2 separate regions of the Mus musculus genome follow, and region 2 is linked to region 1. A link is a contact called in public HiChIP or PLAC-seq data. All regions are on one chromosome and are shown on one strand. Each heading gives the region's core, a stretch centred on a gene start, on an enhancer-like site or on the middle of the called end of the contact. The rest is flanking DNA. Distances are from core to core; before and after follow the strand shown.

Region 1 (4,320 bases), core at 1,330-3,829:
CACTAATTGAGAAAATGCCTTACAGTTGGATCTCATGGAGACATTTCCTCAACTGAAGTTCCTTTCTCTGTGATAACTCCAGCTGTGTCAAGTTGATAGAAAACTAGCCAGTACAATTGACCCCTTGTCAACTTGACACACAAACACATCACTAGTAAGCCTCAACCCTTACATTTTTATTCATCCCCAAGATCTAAATAACTTTAAAAGTCCCACAGTCTTTACATATTCTCAAAATTTCAATTGCTTTAAAATATCCATCTCTTTTAAAAATCCAAAATCTTTTTACAATTAAAAGTCTCTTAACTGTGGGCTCCACTAAAATACTTCCTTCCTTCAAGAGGGAAAAATATCAGGGCACAGTCACAATCAAAAGCAAAAATTAACCAATGTCTGGGATCCAACTCATGATATTCTGGGCTCCTCCAAGGGCTTGGATCACTTCTCCAGCCCTGCCCTTTGTAGCTCACAGCTCATCCTCTAATCTCCAGATGCCTGTACTCCACTGCTGCTACTGTTCTTGGTGGTCATTCATGGTACTAGCATCTCCAAAACGCTGCCATCTTCCACTGTAACTAGGCTCCACCAATAGCCTCTCACAGGCTCTCTTCATAGTGATAAGCCACAATTCCTTTACATGACCCCTTCAGTCTTGGGACATTAATTTCTACTGAGGCTGCACCTTCACCAATGACCTTCTATGGCCTTTCACAGTGCCAAGCCTCAGCTGCTCTTTATGACCCACTTCATGCCTTCAAAACCAGTACCACCTGGGTAACTCTTATACATTACCAAGTCCCGCTGCAGCACGAGGTGCAACTTTGGCTATCTCTGGAACACAGCCTCTGTGCTTTCAGAAAACACTTCCCAGAAGATGCCACCTTAATGATACTGGTCTCTTCTTAATCACTGCTAGTTTCTTAGCTCCAGCTAGCCAGCACTAATAGTCCCGGTAATGCCAAGTTTTCACTTTAGTAGTTCTGGTATCTTGCTAATCACACCTTCAGTCCTAGCTTCCTTGGTGATGAACAGCAGTATGGAAGTGTAAGCTGAATAAACCTGGACTTCAGCCCCAGCTAACCAGAACCACAGAACCTTCACAATCCACAATAGCAATGGCCCTGAAAAGAGTCTATAATTTTCCCTCTGAAATTTCACAAGCCAGGCCTCCATCTTCTGCACTGTTCTCAATATTATCTTCCAAGCTCCTACACAACATCTGCCAGAGTTCTTAACACTGAATGGATCTTCTGGCCCAAAGTTCCAAAGTGTTTCCACAGTCCTCCCCAAAACATGGTCAGGTTGTCACAGGAATACCCCACTATGCTGGTACCAATTTGTCTTAGTCAGGGTTTTTATTCCTGCACAAACATCATAACCAAGAAGCTAGTTGGGGAGGAAAGGGTTTATTCAGCTTACACTTCCATACTGCTGTTCATCACCAAGGAAGCTAAGATTGAAACTCAAGCAGGTCGAAAAGCAGGAGCTGATGCAGAGGCCATGGAGGGATGTTCTTTACTGGCTTGCCTCTCCTGGCTTGCTCAGCCTGCTCTCTTATAGAACCAAGATTACCAGCTCAGAGATGTTTCAACCCTCGAGGGGCCTTTCCTCCTTGATCACTAATTGAGAAAGTGCCTTACAGTTGGATCTCATGGAGGCATTTCCTCAACTGACGCTCCTTTCTCTGTGATAACTCCAGCTGTGTCAAGTTGACACATAACTAGCCAATACAGCCTTTGACTGGGTGTATTCTCCTTTCTCTACTTTTATTATGTTTAAATTTGTTCTTTTAATAATTTGTCAAGTTTACTAGATGTTGGCCATGATTTTTATGATTTTTCTCTTTTCTCAATATATCCATTTCTTTTATTGCATCTTCAAAGCTTAAGATTCTCTTTTTCTATCTCTTATACCATGTTTGGGAGGCTTGCTTCTGAGGTTTCTATTGAATTTCTAAATCTTTCATATCCACATTTCACTCAGTTAGTTGCTACATCCATTCCAGTGAAGTCTGCTTGACAGGTTTAGAAACCTGGAAGCAGTCCCGAGGCAAAGAGTTTCATGGAATCTTAGCCTCCTGGAACCTTGCCATTCTCATAGCATGTACACACAAAACCTGTCCCGGAGTTAGTCTGGTGTATGGATCCGTGTGCTTTCTTTCAGTGTTGTTTTATTATAAGTGCCTTTAAGGATTGATTTTGACATATAGCTAAACCTTTGTCAGTGTTCCAATGTCCTAGAAAGTCCTTGAAGCTGATCCTGAGCTTGGAATTCAGTAAGAATGTTACCTTTTCAGTAACACTCAAATTTACTTCTAGTAGAGACAGTGAAAATAATCAGGCATTACAATTTACTTGAATAGAGCTAGAAAGCTTAGGGCTAGTCTACATAGTAATTACTTAGAACAATAGCCGAGTCACACCCAAACACAGGAATACACAATGGCCTAGGAAATAGGTGAGTTGTAGTATTATTCATGAAAGGTAAGTCGAAAGGAATTCCCCTGGTGCAAGTTTTTCACTAGGCCCAGAGGAATAGCATAATCAGGTATTTACTAAAGGACCCCTGGTGGTGGGTTTAACAATAGACTAGCATTGCATCAGAGCATTTACCTGGCTCCCGTGTTTAGCTGATCTTAATTAAGGTTGTTCCTATTCTCAGTTATAAACAAGGCCTGGCTCCCGCCATCTTTTTATGCATGCATTTTCTTTGTTTTGTGTTAAGAACCAGTATACCTTAACAGATGTATTCTCCTGGCCTTCTTGGTTTTTTTTTTTTTTTTTTTTTCTGTATTAAAGCCTGGTGTTTGCTTGGAGAAAATACATCAAGAGACAGCACTCCCCTGTGTTCATACTTGTTTGTCATTCATTTCTCCCTGACTTCTTGCTCACCTGTAACCAGAACCCTGTTTCCTGCAGATCGAGGACCCAACTGAGATGCATCTGCAGCAGTTAATGTTTTCTTTATTGATTTTATTGCCATTTTCAGGTACTGAACTCATTTATTCATTTTCTTTCATTGTTTATATTCACAGATTTATTTAAGAGATTATTCATTTCATTATAAGACCTCTTATATCTATAAAGGCTATTTTAAAGACTTTGTCTTCTGTTTCAGCTGTGTTGCGATTCTCTGAGCCTGTTGTGGTATGGTTGCTGGACTCTAGCATATACATACAGTTCTTACTGTTATTAACTGTATTTTTCTACTGGCATCTAGACATCTGGGTTTGGGAAATTTTAATTCCAGGTGCTTATATCTGGTCTTGTTTGTTGGGTGGCTGTTTTGTTCTTGGTTTTTGGTGCCTTCTTTGGTTCTTAGGAATATGTGTTCCATATGTTTTGCCTGGTGGGGAATTCTTCTAGGATCCTGCTAAGTGTGACCACTGAGGGGTCCAGGTAAGATGTGTTTCTATGCATTGGTGGCTAATACTTACAATGTGGCTGATGTGTGTGTGTGTGGTGTGTGCTGAGAAAGTTCATAGGAGTGAGGAAAGCAAAGTGTTCCACCAGAATCTGCTTAGTCCCCATGGGAATGAGGTAGAGACTAAGGAAAGGCCACAGCAAGAAATCTGCTACAGAGCTGCAGGTGAGGCTGGGCAATGGATATGGAGGAGAGGAGTGAGAGTGATCTGTATGCCTTGCTGGCCTACATTGGCAGGCATGGCTAGTGGTTTCCCAGGAATGCCTCCTGGAGTTGGGAATTGAGAAAACAGCATGGATGGGGAGAAAGTTTGGTGATGCTGTACGGTCTGTTTAAGACAGGTAAGAGAGGAGGTAGAGGCCAGAACAGGAGGTCTGCTTCACAGTTGGCATGAGATTGAGTGTGGATTTTAAGGAGAGGAGGGAGAAGTGAGGATACCCTGCTAGGCTAGATTCCCTGGCCAGACTGTCCTGAAGGTTCTCAGCAAATGCCCATTGGAGTTGGAGGCTAGGATAACATTTCGAGTAGGGGAAGGGGGCTTGGAGAAGAAGATTCATCTGTGTGATGGAGGGAAGTGGGTGAGGAGGGTGACATTTACAGAACTGGGAATCAGACTGACAGAATGAATTTAGAAGAGGGCAGGAGGCAGTAAAGTTCTGCAGGCAGCCTACCTGTTTCGTGGTGAGAACGCACTGTTTGAATTTCTTAAATGGAACTTGTGAAGTATCTAAATGTGCCAAATGTCTTTTCCTTCTGGATCTTTTGCCCTTCTGATTTTTAGTGACTAATATGGAAAACAACTGAATCTTGCAAATAAGTAACTATAATTTTACTGTGAGCAGAATATAGCACTTAAGGCTTTTAAAATGAGTTATCAAAATGAACTCTGTTTTTCAC
Region 2 (4,320 bases), core at 796-3,295, 450 kb after region 1:
TGGCAACAAAGTCAATGTCTGGCTCAGCCTGCTTCAGGCTGTGGGGCAGGGTTGGGCGGGGGGGGGGGGGGGGAGGCTACAATTTGCTCCCTGTTATTAATATTAAAAAAAGCTGGACTAAGGCACACAATTTATTTATGCTCTACAGTTCTGCCTGATTTCTTTGGGCCTAGTGAAGAAACCTGTCTCAGTGGGATTCCCTAACTTTTCTCATGGTAAACCCTTATTTGGTTAAGACTGTCCTAACTGTCCTAGTAAACAATGCAGACCAGCCTTGAGCAGTTGGCTCTGTCTTTTGTAATGCTTAATTAGTTACTGAATAGGTAACTTCCTTACTGAATTCCGACAGAATTCCAAGTTGTGGGCTTCAATGTCTTTCTAGGACAATGGAACACTGGCAAAGGCTTAACTATATCAGAATTCAATCTAAAGGGGCACTTATAATAAGATAATACTAAAGGAGAGCACGTGGATCCATACACCAGACTAATGCGGGGATAGGGTAAGAATATACGGGTTATGAAAACACCAAAATTCCAGGAGGTGAGTTTCAGTGAAACTCTTTGCCTCGTGAGTGTTCCCAGGCCTCTCGGCCTGCCAAGCAAACTTCACTGGAGTGTGCATAGCATTTCCCCATTCTTATATTTCTGCCAAAGTTATGGAATGTCCTGCCTCATTGCAGCTATAGATCTCAGAAGTGCTCTAAAGATGAGTGGAAACACAATGATTTACTAATAAAATAGTGCCAATAATAATAGCAAGTGGGATAATATATTGAAACCATCCAGGGGATTCAATGCACTTAGGTTATCTTTAAATCTCTGGCCAATTCATCAGTGTTCCAAGTGTCCAAGTGACTATTGCTAATATCTGAAATTTCTGCCTTTCTACCCTTAATATATGCTATGTCCTGCCCTATTGTTAAGATTACTACTTCTAAGACATTAACCTTTGCCTCTAATTCTTTACATGGCTCTGTGGTGTATTATTAACAAGCCATGGCCTCTTGGCATGTACCTCTGTCTAGATTGATATGATTCTGAGATTTGGGTGTCTGTCTTAGGACTGTCTGGCCCTCATAGCAAACCTTATTCCCAAATCAGACCAAAAGCCACAATATGTACTAGAATGCTTCTTGAATGAAGATTAGTAACTGCCACCTGCACTGTTGGAGGCGGGGATGCACACCTGCTGCAGTCAGGCTGAAGGGTGTTGACTGACCTGCTTGAAAAACAAAGTCACAGTGAAAAGCACAGTGCAAAAGCTTCTTTTGGGGAAGTCCAGGGACTCCATTCACTTGCAAATTAGCAAAGACCAGGCTAGACTTAGAGCTCCTGGTGTGGGGGAGGTGACCTTTTTTATAAACTTAGAATTTAAACTTTATTTAGAACCACATCTGGGTAGATCTGCAAAGGTGCTCTTTTAGTTAAAGGGAATTTACCCTGAAGGCAGGGAGGGGGGAGATTCTCAGAACTTCCCTAGTCACAGTTTTCCAAGCAAAAGAAACGCCCCACAAACCTCACTGAGGCGGCTCAGAGAGTCTACCCAAGCGCAAACATTTCTCAATCTGAGCACTCTGCTTGAGTCCTGTCCCAAAGATTATCCCTATGTTGAAGTATCTTTAAAGACATGTTTTCCTGGGTTTGCTCCTGCCACATGTTGTTTAGAATGACTCTAACTCTGAGTTACCAATTTTAAGCTAACTTTCTGTTAACAAGCAAAAGGCTGCCTGCCCCTTTAAGAGCTGCATTTGCAGTCAGCTCCCAGCAGGGCTTTTCCAGTCGCACTGGCACTTCTCTAAATTTTCACATAGCTCTAAACACATACATGAAACACACAAAACAGAAACCAACAGATCCAGACACATGCAACCCTTTCTCATCCTACACAAGCAGGCAAAAGAATTAGAAGGGTAAGCTTCCATTTCATAAACAAAACTTGATCCCTCTGACCAATGTCTCTAGCACTCCCCAGCAGCAGCCTTCCTAGCACATCTGCTGACCACAGTCCTCCTGTCCTTACAGCCCAAAGGGACAGCGGCAAATACCAAGCACGCGTTTCAGAAAACCCCATCGTCTATAAACACCAGAGAAACCAAACTCAGGCAGATCCAAACTCAGACTGCGCCATGCTTCAGAGACAAGGGACTAAACAGAAACAACAAACCAACACAACGAGCACATGTTCGTTTCAGGAAACATAAGACAGACACTCAGAACAAAGACACTGGCCAGCAGGCACACAAGAGGGGATTCCCCGATTTTCTCTCTATCCCTGGTAGTTTCAAAATCCACTTTCCTCCTGCCTGATGCAGTTTCCAACTGCAGCCATCTGCCTGTTCATTCTTATAAACCCTTATTCCTCTCACCTAAAAAGAAGCTTCTGGAAGATGCGGCCAACTACCTATTGAGTTCCTAGTTCCTGATATCTCACTGCTGAACCTAAGTGAATCCAGCAAGGGGGTTTAGTGCTGTTTCAGCTTAGCCTGTACTGCTTCCTTAGCAACCTTTTACCCATTGCTTCGTGCCTCAGTGCGAATTTTCTTTAATTCTTTTCTTCTTCCATGGAGCTCCAAACCAGCAGTGTTTCTCCCAGCATCTTCTGCCTTTCCCAGGCCCCGCTTGGGACGCCAAATGGGTGGGCCAGCCTGCAGCTCTCATGTCTGGGTTCAAGCCTGGGAGGCAACCTGAAGCTGAAAGAAAGGGAAACTAGGTGGACTAGAGAGAGATGGAACCAAGACAGGATTCTGATCAAGGCTCAAATTTTTAATGGTGGACATGCTTTATAAAGGAAGGGGGGAAGCCCATTCCTGCCAAATCATCCTTGGAGCCCAGCTGTAGGTGACCAAGTGTAGTCTTGGGAACAGCTAGGCCAACTCCCAACAAGTAGCAGCAGAGGCAGTGGCCGAACAATAGAGTGATCCAGGAAGGCAGGCTACACCCTAAGTAATCTCCTTAGTGGCAACAAAGTCAAGTTCTGGCTCAGCCTGCTTCAGGCTGTGGGAGTTGGGGGGAGTTTACAAGGCTGATGAAAGGTATTATGCTGGTAAATAATAATAGGGTTAAAGAAAGTCTAGAAAAGACAAAATTATTGAACTCCGGAAGGCAAATTCATAATCACATTTCAATTTCCAGAATACAGGTGATATGTTCAACAGTGATGTGTTTGCTATGAACTAGATCATGCAGTATTCTTTGTAATTTGAAGAAAGTTTGACATTCTTAAATATTTATAAACATTTGCCTCTTTCAGTTCTGTATCTGGGAAATGGTTGAGGGAGGATATTGTCACTAAAGTTTTGAATCTTTGAAATTATTGTACTATCAGTAATATGTTTAAATACTAACTATAATCAACCTTCAGCACTGTCCCTACCCTAGGAAAGGCAGCCTTGCATTCTAGAGAAAGTATTGTCCGAATGTTAAATGGATGGTTTCCTGGGAAGTTTCTGAATCTTATGTTACAAATCTTGATTTCTTTGCTTGTTGTCCCAATATGGGCCCTCAAGTAGAAGGTCATTCATTTAGTAAGGTTATCTTATCTGGAGAGTCTTATTCACATAAATTAATGATACTGAATAGTCTGTCATTACACCTAAAATATTTAGACTTTGAATTTAGAAAGACTTTCTTTCAGAAATTGTATAGCTGTTTATTGATATGAAAGGCAGGACTTGTTATGTATGTGTGGACAAGGATAGATCTGCAGTTAGAATATTATTGTAGAGAAGGCTCAGGGAGAGGTGTTGGTACGGATGAGAGATACTGGAGTCATATGTATAATGACTAGAAAAGGGGAGTGAAATTCTTAGGGAAGTGCTATTTGGTTAAACTTAAGGAAGGCTCCGCTCTGCTCTCAGTCAAGCTGTTCCCATTGATTTGTGACAGAATGTCTAGAAAGACAAGAAAATGTTTCTATTTTGACTTCTTCCTTCAGGCTTCTAAAACCATGAACACCTTCCTAGTGACACCAAAAGTACTCCCTGAGATATGTCCTCTACTCTAAAAAGAGTGCCCAAGTAGCTGTTCTATTGTTGAAGATGTGAGTAGAACTTGAAGGTATGTAGAATTTCTAGCACATATCTTCAGAATCTTTCATGGTGTACAATGGAAGACAGTGTCAGGGTGTGTAGCATTCAGAAGTAATTTTCAAGAGTTTTTTTTTTTTTTTAACAAGACAGATGTGACTGTGTTTTTATTATTTTATTTTATTTTATTTTATTGGTAAGTCTCATGTATTGGATCAGTCTAGCCTTGAACTTGAATTCTATATAATTAAGAATAACCTTGAAATTCTGATCTTCTTACCCCTACTTCCTAG

What was found. HiChIP or PLAC-seq counts read pairs in DNA pulled down with a chosen protein or histone mark.
Region 2: a contact with region 1 is called in an H3K27ac HiChIP or PLAC-seq map of stem cell-derived epiblast-like cells, with 8 times the contacts expected there. The contact joins two enhancer-like sites. A contact is called at or near these places in 3 of 115 datasets of contacts at active chromatin or transcription factors (embryonic stem cells, epiblast stem cells and stem cell-derived epiblast-like cells).

The regions. Positions count from the first base shown.
Region 1 is chr3:10,757,517-10,761,836 of GRCm38.p6, forward strand. No RefSeq gene overlaps it. Among named protein-coding and RNA genes, the nearest start is that of Gm33551, 89 kb to the right of the region's middle. Within about 2 kb of position 2,580, at least 3 of the 459 cell types and tissues checked have an H3K27ac peak or open chromatin away from gene starts, as enhancers often do. A contact at or near this core is called in stem cell-derived epiblast-like cells, where this site is marked.
Region 2 is chr3:11,211,291-11,215,610 of GRCm38.p6, forward strand. No RefSeq gene overlaps it. Among named protein-coding and RNA genes, the nearest start is that of Gm33551, 360 kb to the left of the region's middle. Within about 2 kb of position 2,046, at least 44 of the 459 cell types and tissues checked have an H3K27ac peak or open chromatin away from gene starts, as enhancers often do. A contact at or near this core is called in stem cell-derived epiblast-like cells, where this site is marked.